2 separate regions of the Anser cygnoides genome follow, and region 1 is linked to region 2. The links are chromatin contacts, called in public Hi-C maps. All regions are on one chromosome and are shown on one strand. The core of a region is the stretch at or near the end of the contact, and the rest is flanking DNA. Distances in the headings are between cores, read along the strand shown. Region 1 overlaps SAR1B (secretion associated Ras related GTPase 1B). Region 2 holds the start of JADE2 (jade family PHD finger 2).

Region 1 (3,134 bases), core at 207-2,706, 85 kb before region 2:
CTAGTTTAAATGTGGTTGTAATAAGGGCATGAAGAAATTGGACCTTTTGTTTTTCTGTCTTGGTATTGTAATGGTTCCCATTGTGGGAACAGCTGAACAACACTCGGTTAAATACACAAATAATCTCACTGTTCCTTCGGTAGAGGAAATATTTCTTCTGTAGTTTACATTCTGCTGTGCACATGAATGTGAATGGGTGTCGTGTGTCTTTGTGTGAAGACTTTATTAATAGAAAAATATACTGGTGAGAGTTTTTCTGGTGGCTTTCATCCCCACCACCTCTACATCTCCCCGTTCACTTATTTCTAGAGGTTACTTATTCCTATGATTGCGACCAGTCTTACTTATAAAAAAAAAAAAAAAAGAGGGGAGGGGGCAACGTTCACCTCTGGGTCTGACTCCTATGAATTTTTTTTGCACTCTTGACTATGCAGACTTCAATTAAACATCACTTTAAAGAATGTGAAAAAGAAAACCCATTAATAAAGACGTTATTTATGAGGTGTCTCAAATTTGTTTTTACATCACCACTTCAAGAGAAATGAATGCAGATTTCTAAGATATTAATAACTAGTACTGACAAAATGGCCCATATTTCACTGCAGTGACCCCATACAGTAGCATCTGTGAGTCGAATAAGATTTATTCTGCTTGGATTTAATTAAACTTTGGTTTTAGTTTGTACTGTTTATCTGAGAGGCATTGCTATATTTCAGTCTAGGTTTAATAAATTCTTTAGCAACAATTATTGGCATTGGAAATGGGAAGGATCTTTGCGTTTTATTTGTCCTCTTGCCAGACCAAGATTATTTCATGAAGCGTGTTATCTAATGCTGTATTCAGTGTTCAGGTACTGTCATACGATGTGCCAAAGATGACCTGTGGCATTCACTGGAATATAATACCTGCATGTGTGTGGGCTTTATTGTATTTTAATAATTGGAATTGAACATCAAATAGAGCATTTGACATCTGCTTATTTATAACTAAAGTCATCTCAGAAAAATGATATTGTTGTTCTCCAGTCCCAGTGAATTCACAGGTCTACTTTAAGTAGAATTGTTCTGTCTTGTTCTCTCTTGTTTGTACTGTCAGCATATTTGGTTGTTACCAACCAAAGTCCAATATTTCTATTGACTACAACATGCTCAGAGTTCGTGTAAATAATGTAATCAATAGTTATGGACTTAAAAGCCGTATTTAAAACAGCCTAATCCACTGGCTGTCAGTGGGGACGTGTAATTTATTTGCACTTAGATAAACCACTTTTGCACTAGTATTTCAGTGTGGAACTAAACATTTTCTGTTTTGAAATGTGAGTGCTCTAAATGTTTAAAAGCATAATTTATATAATAAACTGCAGAAGAAAAGCTGAAGGAGAAAGTGGTCTTAAACATGTTCTTGATGTGGTGTTTATTGTTATTATCACATGCCATGCTTGAAATGTAAGTATCAGGAATAGAAAATAAAATTCTGAGTTGGAATTTGAAGAAAAAGAGTTTTAAGCAAGTAGTTCTTGACAAATTACATTAATCATGACCAGGAAGAAGCGTTCTGACCCAGTGCATGTTCTAGTGCTGAGTTTGGGTTTCTTCAGCTGGGTATAATAACCGTTCAGCCTCTCCTTTGCTAGGATTTCTGTTCAGGTGTGCATGGAATCAAATCCTCAACTCAGAAAACAGCATAAAAGGATGATGTTTCCTTTCTTGCAGGTTTAAAATAGGTAGAAAGATCCAATTTTACAGGCAAATGATAGCTGTCTTAGATTTCGGCAGACCTCTAGGATTTGCACTGTTGGTGGGACAGTATCGAGTGGGGATGCCCTGAGTTTAGGTGTTTGTCACCCTGTTTGCTTACGTGCCTCTCGTGTTTGACACAGCCCACGGGAAAGCATGTTGTTTTCTGTCATAAGGAACTATTCTCCAGTCCTAAGTATGTGCTCTCCTTAGTTAATTTTTTCCAAATCATTTTGCACTTGTCTGCTTCAGAACTAGAATTAGAAAATTGTGGTGAGCAGTTATGGTAAAATAATGATAAGAATGTGTCCCTTGCTTTTCTTATGACCCCATTTCTTATGGCAAGTGTGCCATCTGAGTAAGAAATTTGTAATGTTTTACACCCTTTGATGCATTTTTCATTTCAGGATCTCAAAACTTTCTACATGCTAATGCTGCCTCACCATTCTGGTGATGCAGAGAGCTCTTGTCCTTGTTTAACCTGTGAAGAAAATGTGGTCCAGAGGGATTATGTCATGCTTGGTCACTGAATGGAGAGAGCTCTCAGCCACCACCACCAGCAAGCTGCAATGGAGCAATGCCTTGGCTAGTCCACACACCGTTTGTCCGAGAGAGAAACTGCGATGCAGGAAGGGAAAAATTAGCTGGGTTGAAAGATGTCCTCTGGTCGGTGAGGAAAGAGGGAGAAAATTCTCTGGAGTGGGATTCCTGATGCTGCTCTGCCACAGCTTGTTTGTGGGCTGGTCCCAGGGCTCTATTTGGAAACGCTGGTGCTTATGAAAGGGGAGAAATCAGCAACTGGTGGGAGCTGTGTTTCCAATCAGCCTGTGCATGCTGGCGGTAATGCTGGGGTTTCTCAGGCTTATTTCTGAAATCCTTCCGGTACCCTGCAATTCAGCTTAGAAACCATACAGGGTTTTGCAGAGTAACTTCAAATTGCTGATCCCTGGTGGGAGCGTTCCCCAGGGACGGGGCTGGGGGCACTTCCTTCGTGCACATGACTTCTGACCAGAGATACGCAAAAGCTGCAAAATTTAGGACCGGATTTTAAGCTCTCTCGTGGGTGTTGGCATCCAGAGCTGGATTCTGAGTTCAGCCGAGATTATTGGTTCCAGCCCAATGCCTGAACGCCATTTTCTCACTGCTTTCCTAGAGCAGGATCTTGGTCTAGGTTCAGCTAAATTGGAACAGTAAAAGGAAGGCTCCTATATGTGCCAAGTAACTCTTCTATTCCTTCCTCTGTGTGTAGTATATAGAGATATAAAATATGTAAATATATGTGTATACATATATATATACACGCAAGGGATTTAAAATAAATCATTTCAAAATATTGTTACTGAGATGCATTAGCATGAAATTGCAAAGGACTTTTAGTGAAGGCCTGTGCTAAGTAAA
Region 2 (3,115 bases), core at 375-2,874:
CAGGAGCCACGGCCACTCGCAGCTTCGCAGGAGACACCCGGAGGAAGCCAAAGACCTGTCCTTAGTAAAACGCCTCAGTTCGAGGATCACCTGTCCACCGACTTTCGGGACTTGGTGTCAACCACTACCAGCAGCCACCGATACTCCAACTGAATTTCATCTCCCCGCCTAGAAATCTAGCACGTCCCCTTCCAATTCTTTGCTGCGAGCCTTCGTTTTTAGCGATCAGCCTCAATTTTCCTAGGAAAAACAAATTTAACCTTTGATTTAACCTTTCGGCGAGCTATTTTTACTCCTATCTCAAGCTTATTTTAACCTCGGTAGCCAATAAACGCTTAAAGGTCAAACCCCATTCCTAAGAGCCCGGCTTCACCCCTGGGAGGAAGGCTGAGATCACGGATTTTTCCGGGGCAGAATCCCCTCTTCCGAAACCGTCCCAGCGGCAGGAGGGGCCGGGCACAGAACCAGAGGAGGGAAACAGCGCCGGGCGAAGCTGGGGGGGGATGTCGAAATGCCTCCTGCCCTCCTCGGGATGCTCGGGGATGCTCGGGGATGCTCGGGGATGCCGGCTGCCCCCGGTACGCGCACCCGCTGCCCCCGAGCCGGGCACCCCGGCGGCTCCCCCGCCTTGGCATCGCTGCCCAACTTCCACGTCGCAGCGAGCGGGGATGGGGGCACGGCTCGGCACGGTAAAGCACAGCATGGCACGGCTCGGCATGGCACGGCACGGCTCGGCACGGTTCAGCACGGCACAGCACAGCACGGCACGGCTCGGCACGGCACAGCACGGCTCGGCGGGCCGGAGGCAGGTGGGGAAGGCTCCGGGGCTGCAGCGGGGCGGCCCCGGGCCCCGGGCGGGATGGAGCCGGCCCCGCCACGCCCCCGGGCCCCGGCCCCACCGGGCACGGCCCCCGCCGCCGCCGCGCCCGCCCCCGGCGCCCCCCCGGGGATGAAAGGGGCGGGGGGGGGGGGGGGGACCCGGGATGTTGGGGGGGGGGGGGGGGGGGGCAGGGGGGGGGTGCCTGGTCGGGGCCGCGCAGCGCCCTCCCGGAGCCGCGGTGCGCGGGCACGGCGCGGGGCAGGCAGTGCCGCAGTCATTAATTCGGGGAGCGGAGCGGGGCGAGCGGCTGCAAAAGTTGTGTGCGCGGCCCCCCCCCCCCCCAACCCCCCCCTCCGTCCCGCTCCCCCCCCCCACACCCACACCCACACACCCCCCCCCCCGTACCGGGCAGGGACCGGCGTGCGCAACGCGCCCCCGGGGGAGGGGGGGGGAAGGAGGGGGAGAGGGGAGGGAGGGAAAATAATAAAAAAAAAATAAAAATTAAAAAAATAAATAAATAAATAAAAAGGGGAGGGGGGGGGAGAAGAAGCGCGCCCCCCCCCCCCCCCCCCCCGCAGTCCCCCCTTACCTTTGCCGGCGGCGCCTCCTCCGCCGGGCGCGCCGGGCTCCGGGGCTGCGGGCGGGGAGGGGCGGGGGCGGCGGCCGGGGCCGGGGCCGTTCCCGGGGCCGTTCCCGCAGCCCGGGCCGGGGGAGCCCCGCGGCCGCCTCACGCCGCTGCCATCGGCGGGGCCGCGCCGTCCGGGCCCCTCCTCGGGAGCGGGCGGCCCCCCCCTCCCCGCACACACACACACACCCACCCCCCCCCCCAACCCCCGGCCCCGCCGCCGCCGCCGCGATGGCCGCCCCGCCGCCGGGCCCTGCCCGCCCCTTTCTGTTTCTTTTTCTCGCCCCGCACTTCCTCGGGAGCTCCGCGCTCCGGCGGGCGGGGAAGCGACTTTGGGAGCCGGGCACGGAGAGGAGCAGCGGGGCTGCTGCTGCCGGTGGTGGTGCTGCTGGTGCTGGTGGTGGTGGCGGCGCCCCCCCCCCCCCAGCCCCCCTTCCCCTGCCCACCCCCGACCCCCCCCACCCCTCAATTCCCCCCGGCTCCGGCTCCAGGTGCGGGCAGCGCCGGTCCCATCCCGGGCCGGGCCGCGCCGCTCCTCACCCCCCCGCCGGCCGCGGGGGCCCCATGGCGCTGCCCGGAGCCCCGCACGCGTCCCGCCGGCACGGCTCGGCTCGGCTCGGCCCGGCCCCGCAACCTTCCCCCCCCCCCCCCGCACTCTTTTACCTCCTCTTCCCCCCCCCCCCCCCTTTCCCCAAGCTCCACTCCCCCTCTCCCGGCTGTGCACAGGCGTACACGGGGCCGCTGCTGCAACCTTAAAAAAAAATCGGCTTATACTTAAAAAAAAAAAAAAAAAAAAAAAAAAAAAAAGCCTTTTGGCGCCATATTAATGACGTACTTAAAATTTGCCATTTCTCCTGCGTCAAAAAGACGGTTCTGGCCCGGCGCGGAGAGGAGCCGCGCCCCCCCCCGCCGCGCACCCGCGCGCCCCACGCGCGGCGCCGCGGACACGCGTGGCCGAGCTCCGCGGGGTGCGGGGCGGGGTGCGGAGCGGCTGGGCCCCGCTGCAAGCCCCCGCGTGAGCCGGCACGGCACGGCACGGCACGGCACGGCACGGCCGGCCCAAAGTTGGCCGAGTTGCCGCGGAGCGGTGCGGTGCCCCCCCCGGTGCGGTTCCCCCCCCCCCGGTGCGGTGACCCCCCGGGTGCTGCCCCCACGGCCGGTGCCCGCTCAGGGCTGCCCACCGGTGAGGGATTTTCCCCGGATTAACCCAGCGGCTGCCCAGGCAGGCACGGTTCCTTAAATAAAAGCAGTATGAATGGGATGCAGTGGTCCGTACGATGCGCGTCTTCCCAAAGTCCACGAGGCCCCGACGGTCAAGTTGCAGAAGTTGGCTCGCTCTGTTTCAAACCGCTGCTGTGGGAGATGAAAACTCAGTTTAAAGACGGTCCCTCAGTCACAACCCACTACCATCCCTTGGGTCCCGTAAGCAGGGCACCTCTTAAGAGTTCCCCAACTTACTGACCACTCCCAGCCAGGGCCACCAGCACAACCAGGGCGCTGGGATGCTCCCCCGTGGGCGTCCCCTTTCCAGACACTTGCCACACTTTAATGAATTAGGCTGCAGCTTGCTATCTCATCATGTGCTGGACATTTTCTGAAAAATTAAAGTCCTTTGGCTCCTCCAAGGATGAAGACAAGAGGAGAAGAGCATTGCTTTGGTTGTAGTTGGG

Evidence for each region. A called contact is a pair of places that touch in the nucleus more often than the background predicts.
Region 1: a Hi-C map of liver shows a contact between it and region 2, with 1.7 times the contacts expected there. The contact joins the enhancer-like site here to the promoter of JADE2 in region 2. A contact is called at or near these places in 3 of 7 Hi-C or Micro-C datasets (granulosa cells and liver).

Annotation. Positions count from the first base shown.
Region 1 is chr14:3,214,088-3,217,221 of Taihu_goose_T2T_genome, reverse strand. It overlaps SAR1B (secretion associated Ras related GTPase 1B), which reads left to right. Exons shown (of 7, transcript XM_067005585.1): 7 at 1-1,394. Among named protein-coding and RNA genes, the nearest start is that of SAR1B, 17 kb to the left of the region's middle. Within about 2 kb of position 1,456, at least 1 of the 3 cell types and tissues checked has open chromatin away from gene starts, as enhancers often do. A contact at or near this core is called in liver, where this site is marked.
Region 2 is chr14:3,128,869-3,131,983 of Taihu_goose_T2T_genome, reverse strand. JADE2 (jade family PHD finger 2) reads right to left here and starts at 1,624. Exons shown (of 12, transcript XM_067005584.1): 1 at 1,410-1,624.